2 separate regions of the Ovis aries genome follow, and region 1 is linked to region 2. A link is a contact called in public Hi-C data. All regions are on one chromosome and are shown on one strand. The core of a region is the stretch at or near the end of the contact, and the rest is flanking DNA. Distances in the headings are between cores, read along the strand shown. Region 1 holds the start of LOC101115554 (heparan sulfate glucosamine 3-O-sulfotransferase 3B1). Region 2 holds the start of HS3ST3A1 (heparan sulfate-glucosamine 3-sulfotransferase 3A1).

Evidence for each region. A called contact is a pair of places that touch in the nucleus more often than the background predicts.
Region 1: a contact with region 2 is called in a Hi-C map of hypothalamus, with 5 times the contacts expected there. The contact joins the promoter of LOC101115554 here to the promoter of HS3ST3A1 in region 2. A contact is called at or near these places in 10 of 16 Hi-C or Micro-C datasets (blood, hypothalamus, liver and 5 more).

What each region holds. Positions count from the first base shown.
Region 1 is chr11:31,991,475-31,995,405 of ARS-UI_Ramb_v3.0, forward strand. LOC101115554 (heparan sulfate glucosamine 3-O-sulfotransferase 3B1) reads left to right here and starts at 1,720. Exons shown (of 3, transcript XM_004012715.5): 1 at 1,720-2,403; 2 at 2,406-2,709. The coding sequence starts at 2,163.
Region 2 is chr11:31,580,136-31,583,710 of ARS-UI_Ramb_v3.0, forward strand. It overlaps HS3ST3A1 (heparan sulfate-glucosamine 3-sulfotransferase 3A1), which reads right to left and starts at 2,081. Exons shown (of 2, transcript XM_042255686.2): 1 at 719-2,081. The coding sequence starts at 1,317.

The sequences.
Region 1 (3,931 bases), core at 470-2,969, 410 kb after region 2:
CTAATGCTCAGAAATACATTCTCATGTTTCAGAACTTTAAAATAAATTAGTAATAAATTAATGTAATTAAAAACTGAGGGGAGATAAGTCACTTCCGAAGGAGAGGGGAAAAGAAAAGAACCCTGGGAATAAAATTTCCCTGTGAATATAAAAGGGGGAGGAATCCTCTTTCTAAATTACTTCCCTCGCAGCCACTCTATAAGAAAATGTCTTGGGCTCCAGAGTTACCAGGAGATCGCTCGGAGCACAGCTGGGCGTGGGGGCCGGGTGGGGGCCGCAGGGTCACCAGAACCCTCCGGGGTCGCCGCTCCCGCTCTCCGGCAGACTTTCCAACTTTAGAAGCTCATGACCGAGGGGCGTCCTCGGTGTGTTCCGGGCGGAGGGGAACAGGTCCCGCGGGAACTTCCTCGGGAGGGGACAGCGCGGCAAGGGGACCGGGGCTCGGCGGTTCCGCCGCCCGCCCGCGCGCACTGGGAAGGCAGCGGGGGCCGCGCTCAGCCTGGGGCCGCGCTCAGCCTGGGGCCGCGTGGAGGTTGGGATCGGAAGGAAGGTTCTGTCCCGGAACCACGCGGGGCCAAGCGTGGGAGGCCCTCTGACCCCTCTGGGGTCGAGTCTTCTCATCCAGAACTTCCTGAGTGCCGCCGGGGTGAGCCGAAGCTTCCAACCGGAACGCGGCGCATCAATGAAGCAGCGAGGCCGCCGCCAAGCTGGGACGGGTCACTCTATGGAGGAAACTCTAGGAAAGAGACTTGGAGTGGACTTTAAGTGCAACTCCAGGATCGATTTGCTCCTAGTTGACTTTCGACATAGAGAAAACACCTAATACTTCGTGTAACAGGTCAGCAAATCAAACCGACTCCTGATGCAGGCGAATGTTGGCTTTGATATTTATTCATGGGAAGGGAAGAGAACGTTTTCCAACGTCCCCAACAGCTCATATCCGGACACAACTTTCACACACACTTTTCGGCGCCGGGAAAAATTCCCACAGCCTTTAACTCCCTGTTAATTTCTCCCGACCTTTCTCCAGCACTTTGGGAAGCGAGGGAAGAATTTTTCCTAAGGATAGTTCCTCAGGAACTATCTAACGATCCACCGATCGCGTTAACCTGCTGCCCGAGAGAGATCAACTCCCAGCAAAGAGTAAGAAGGAGACTTAAAGAAAAAAGTTCGCCAGCGATTTCCACTTAAACTTCCTAAACCCGTGCCAGTTCCGGAAGGGCCCCCCTCCGAGTCCCGGAGTGGGATGGGAGGGCATCTCCGACCAGACTTGCGCTTCCACCCCTTCCCTACTTCTAACGCGCGCACACACCACGATCCCGCCGGCGAACCATCTGGATGGGGACACGTGTCCGCACACAGGGGCAAATGCAGCCGAGCCCGGCTCCTGGGGAACGAGTGCGGAAGTGTGTGCGGGCGCCGGGGTGCAGCGATCGGAGGGTCGGCGCTTTCCCTGCGCGCGCGGTCTCTCCAGCATCCTTCCTCCCAGCTGCGCCTGTCACCAGCCCTTGGTTCCGCCCCTCCAGGCCCGCCCCTTGTCTCTCAGCCAGTAGCAGCCCCCGATTGCTCTCCACCGCCCCCGAACCCTTTCCACACCCCCATGTTCCGGGAGCTGGTTGGCTGCCGAACCCTCAGCCAAGCGGCGGGATTTGCATGGCGCCCCGGGTTTCTGGTAGGTGGAGTGACCCATCACTCCCGGTGGCCGGGCCCGCCCACTCTGTCTCGGTCTCCGGCGCTCTTCCTGCGCAGTCCTCCTTCGCAGCCTCCGCCGGTGAAGCGCCGGGGCTGCGCTCAGAGCTCGGTTCACGGGACCGCGAGGAGGCAGCCCCGGCGAGCGGCCGTGCGGCGCGCACAGTCCGGAGGAGTCGAAACGCCGGAGTGCAGAACTCTGCCGGCCCCGAGCGCGGCGTCGCAGCCCCAGGCCGGCAGTTGCCACCACCCGACCTTCGTTCCAGTTGTGGCTCCTCCCGGCAACATGTCAAAAGCCGCCGGCCGTGCAGCTGCCGCCGCCACCTGGGGCAGAGCAACAGCAGCGACCGCGGGCGCGCGGGGCCAATAAGCCGAACCTCCCGGCGTCCAGGGAACTCTCGCAGCGCTCCCTGCTCCGGCGGGCCCTGCGCCATGTGCTGAGCCATGCTCCTCGCCGCGCGCGCGGGCAGCGCATGGGGCAGCGCCTGAGCGGCGGCCGGTCCTGCCTCGATGTCCCCGGCCGGCTCCTGCCGCAGCCGCCGCCGCCCCCGCCGCCGGTGAGGAGGAGGCTCGCGCTGCTGTTCGCCATGCTCTGCGTCTGGCTCTACTTGCTCGTCTACTCGTGCGCCGGCTCCTGCGCCGCCGCGCCGGGGCTGCTGCTGCTGGGCTCCGGGTCCCGCGCCGCCCACGCCCCGCCGGCCCCGGGTCCGGACGGGCCGCCCCGAGGCTGCCGTTCCCGGCGGCGCCAGCCACCCAGTCGGCTGCGGGCGGAGAGGTGGCCGAAGGCGCCACGAGCCAGGAGGAGCAGAGCCCCGAGACGCCGGACTCCCCCAGCCCCATCTCTAGCTTCTTCAGCGGGTCCGGGAGCAAGCAGCTGCCGCAGGCCATCATCATCGGCGTGAAGAAGGGCGGCACGCGGGCGCTGCTGGAGTTCCTGCGCGTGCACCCCGACGTGCGCGCCGTGGGCGCAGAGCCCCACTTCTTCGACCGCAGCTACGACAAGGGCCTTGCCTGGTACCGGTGAGTGTCCCGGGCAGGGCCAGGGCTCCAGCCGCGATCCTGACGAGAGGACGCGGGCGTGGCATGTACGCTGGGGAGCTGGCAGGGGTACAACTTCGGACCACAGGGGCGGGAAGGGGAGCCGAGCGACGACCTCGCGGTGCTGGCCCGCAGCGCCGTACGGGGTGCGCTGGGCTCCGCTCTCGCCCCAGTCTGGAGACACTTCTCCAGAATATCTGGCGGCTCAGCGGCCCACGGTGCCTAGGGATTAATCCGGCGATCTTTCCTCAAGGAAGGAGGCCAGCAACTGGGAAGGTGCTCAGAAAAGCGCGCAACCCTCTAACTGCGGCTGCCTCCCAAACGAGTCTCGTGTTTTATTTTTCCTGTCGGGTCCGGGACGGTTTCCGCCCCAGACCAACTTCTAGAGCAGCTTCTGCTGTCCGGATGGGGATGGAGTGGGAGCGACGCCGTGCTGCGAAGGCCGCGGGGAGTCCGTTCACTTTCCGAAAGGGTCAGACCGCTCGCGGCCCGGCAGCCTGGGCTCCGGCGGGCGAGCGGGCAGGCGCGCGGCGCGTGGAGCGGTGCTGGTCCCTGTCGGGCAAAGGCGCGCACTGCAGCCGGCGGGAGGCGCGCCGCTTTGAAGGCTTCCAGGCGCCCGGGGCACGGCCCACCGGTTTCCGCCTCCCCGGCCGGGACGCTGAGAGACCCGGGGCAGGGTCGCCTGTCTCCGCGGGCCCTTGACGCGCCGGGGTGCAAAGAATATTGTGGGTGCATGAATTTGAGAAATGCGGGTTGCGTGGGCTTCCGTAAACTCGGTTCTCGGGTCGGGTTATGGGTGCGGTTCCAAAGGGACATTGCCCCTCCCCCCGGGGGGGTCATAATCACGACCTCTTACCAAGGCCTCCCGCAGTCTTTGGGGGTGAGCGGTTGGGTTGGTTGAGCTTCTCGTGAGGCGCTGGTGAGCAAGGGATCCAGACTCCGGTGTCGGGAAGTCTCCTCGCCAACCAGGGGACCGGCCCTTCTCCCCGGTCACTGCCTCCGACCCCCACAAACATAACTCCCTCGACTCGCCGGCACCCCTCCAGGCCCAACCAGCCTGCAAGAGGCGGGGGATTTCGGAAAACAAAAGAGAGTCGAACCAAACCCCATCCCTGCCCCCATCCCCTCTTTGGGGACCGAGAGAGCTCGAAAGATAAAAGGGAGCTGGGCGAGCGGATTAAAACCGCTCTCTCCCCAGCCTCGC
Region 2 (3,575 bases), core at 831-3,330:
TACAATTTCCTTGCCCTAAACAAAAGTTATTGCCAACAAAGCCTTTTTTAAAACACACTCACATACATACCCCCAAACCTAGAGTCTAGTTTCTGACACTTTAAGTGTCTGTATTACTTACCACTCGGAACAATTATCTATATCACTTACCACCCAGGACAATTCTCTGGCAAAGAGTTAACATAAGTAAATAAATAGGCGATGGCAAAGACTGCATTAACCCCAGGGAACCGCCCAGAAGATAAAGGAGAAACAAACAGGTTTCCTTGGGGAAAGGATCCACTCACTAGGTTACTTATCTAGTAATTGGTGAGCAGGTTTCTAACTTGGCAGGGACATTTTCTCTCTCTCTCCTTCCCACAGAGTAGGAGAAAATCAAGAGATGGGCTATTTGGGGAGAAAGGAATCCGAAAACCTGAAGAAAAATGTCTCTAAGGCCAAAATATCCACCGCCCCCCACCCCGGCCTCATCCACTTTACTGTGGAAATAATGTCTATATGGCAAATGGAAAATACAGGGGTTTAGTACTAAATATTTCTCCATATTTAGACAGAGGTAGGGTGGGGGAAAGACCTCTCGTCTTAAGGACAGCTACTGGTGACCCTCTGCCCACTGATGAAATCTGGGAGGGAGATGCACTCGGTGAGGGTCGCCACGGGCTCCTGGGGCCCCCACCGCGAGCCCCGGCCGCCCCCTCCCTGCCCCAAGTCCGCTCACCGGTACCAGGCGAGGCCCTTGTCGTAGCTGCGGTCGAAGAAGTGGGGCTCTGCGCCCACGGCGCGCACGTCGGGGTGCACGCGCAGGAACTCCAGCAGCGCCCGCGTGCCGCCCTTCTTCACGCCGATGATGATAGCCTGCGGCAGCTGCTTGCTCCCCTCGTCCAGCAGCAGGGCCAAGGTCCCCGGCGGAGTCTCGGCCACGCTGCTCCCGGCCCCGGAGCCGCCGAGACTCCCCGCCAGCCCGGGGGGCTCCTCTTCCCCGGCCGCCTCCTCGCGGTCGTCTCGCTGGGAGGGCGGCCGGCGCCTCGGCCGCGGCCGCACTTGCAGGAGGCGCTTCCTTCGCGCGGCCGTGGGCCACGCGGCCAGCTCCCCCGGGCCTCCGGCCAGGACGCCGCGGCCCGGGGTCCCTGCCTCCTCGCCGCTGCCCGACCGCCCCACGACGGGGCCCGATAGGGTCTGGCAGCGCTCGGCCAGGCAGTAGAAGACGTAGAGGGACGTGAGCAGAGAGCAGAGGGTCAGCAAGAACTTGCGGAAGACGCTGCGGGACAGCGGCTCGGCCGAGGTGGGGTGGGCGCCGGCCGGGCCCGGAGGGGCCATCCTAGCCGGAGGCAACGTCGGGCAGCGCGCGGGCCATGCTAGGCCGGGACTCCGCCAGGTGCCGGGACATCCTCCGGGGGCTCCTGCGCGCTGGACCGAGGCCACATCGCCCTGCGCCCCTGCGGCCGTGCGAGCTGCCCCGGCGGCAGCAGCCGGGGCTCCGCCGGGAGATGGAGGCCCCGGAGCCGCGCGCGGGATCCCAGCCTCCGGTCGGTCGAGGGGGGCGGGAAGGGGGACGTGATGCCGTGCTTAAGAAACCATCGTCTTAGACTCGCCCAAGTCCTCAGCCCGGGGCCGCGCTCGGCGCCCCAGGTCCCCGAGAGTTGCCGGAACGGGGATCTCGGCGGCGGGTGGCGAAGGAGTGCGTCTCAGCCCCGGGCCGGAGCAGCCTCTCAGCGCGCGTCCCAGCTCAGCGATCGTGCATCCCTCGCTCGGTCCTGGAGAGCGGACGCGCGGCTCCCGGGCCACTGGGCTTCGCGCGCTCCAGACCGCGGTGGGGACAGCGCCTCCAAGCCGCCGCTTGCTCGGTGTCCGGCCCGCCTGGGTGCGCGCTCCCGGCCCTGGGGCGAGGTCCCCCGAGTCCCTCTGCCGGAGCGGGAGCCAGAGGGGCCGCGCCCAGTCGTCCGCTCCTCTCCGTGCGGGCCCGGCCGCTCCGGCGGCTCTCGGCCCCACCTGGGAGCGGCGCGGCTGAACCGGGCTGCGCGGGACCCGTCTGCAGCCGCGGCCACTGCGCTCCCCGCCTCCCCGCCGCCTCCCGGGCAGTCGCCGCCGCCACACGTGGAGCTCCGAGGGCAGCAAACTTGCCGGTGACGTCAGCGGCCGGGGCCGGACCAGCCCCCGGAGGAGCGCAGGGGGGGCGGGCGGGTGCGCCGGGGAGAAGGTGGCGCGGACCCCGCGGCGGCCGCCCAATGACCGCGGAGAGGGCGGGGGCGACCGAGGCGACGCCCCTTCCCTACTCCGCCCACCCCGCCCCCTCCACCCCAGCCGGCTGCCTCGCCCCCTCGGAGCCAGGCCGGGTCTGCGGCGGCTCCTGGGACCTCTGACCGGCAGGCGCGGGGGCCGGATCCCCGGGACCTGACTTCCACCCCGCGAGGCCCGCGCTCCATCAGGGGCTCCCAAACCACTCCGACGCCACTCAGCCCAGCGCAGCCCCGACCCCTCCGATGCCTGTCCTCGGGGTCCCTCCCACCAGGGTCGCTCCGTCCTGATCCCGGAGCCGCCAGCTCCCCACCTCCGCCAACCTTCGGAAGTTTCGTTGGCGGCGGTTCCCGGGACCGTGCCGCGCGCCGCGCCCCCGGCTGTCCGGGGCGAACTGGATTCCTTCGCTGCGGCTTCGCCTCCTACCTACCCTGCCGTCCACTGCGGACTCCTGGGCGAAGCCTTCTGCCCGCAGCAGCTTTTGGTGCTTTGTAGTTTTTTTCATTTCATTGTTTCCCGAATGTTACTTTAGGATGATCAAAGTTTCCCTGGACCTGGAAAGGACCAACCTCTTAGGAAATGAGCCAATAACTGAATCAAATGGAGAAATTCAGAATTTTTTTTTTAAAGAAATCAACTCCGATTCCAAATCCATAGGCCCAGTTTTTGATGAAGGAATTCTTTTAGTGTTGTTTGTACGTGTGTGTGTGTGTGTGTGTGTGTGTGTGTGCTTTCGTGCGCGAGCGTGCGCGCGCCCCAGTGAGGAGTTAAATGTCTTCTCCCGCAGCGGTTTCCTGGTTCGCTGGCCCCCCCTGACCCTACATCCTCTCCCCGCGCTCCTCAGAGAGCGGGTCAGAAAGGCCTACAAATCGCCTTGCTGTTTAATGGAGGGAGGTGGCCCGTGGAACCTGCATGAGGTGGTTTTTAATTCCAATCCGATTTGTTCCTGATTTCTTGGTTTCCTGGTCTCAGCAGGATGCCCCACAATGTGGGCGGTAGCCTGGCCACCCCACCCTCACCCTTGCAGGCCATGCGGGCGGCTTTCGGGGCGCCCGGTGGGTGCTGCCCAGGGCTGGCCGCGGCCGCCGAGCTGGGGTGCGGGGGGGGGGGGGGCTCCTGCTACCCAGTGTGGGGACTTGGCCCGCTTGCCTTCCCGCGTTCCATCTGATGTGGAAGTGAAGTCTTTATAACCTTTCCAGGGCGATCTGGCGGTTTCTGACTCTGGGTGCCTGGGTGGAATTGCTGTATGTGTGCCAGCTGGATAAATACTCAGGGCTGGACGTGGTTTTCTGTTTATGAAGTGCCAATCCCAGCCTTTTCTGTCCACTGGTGAAGAGTTT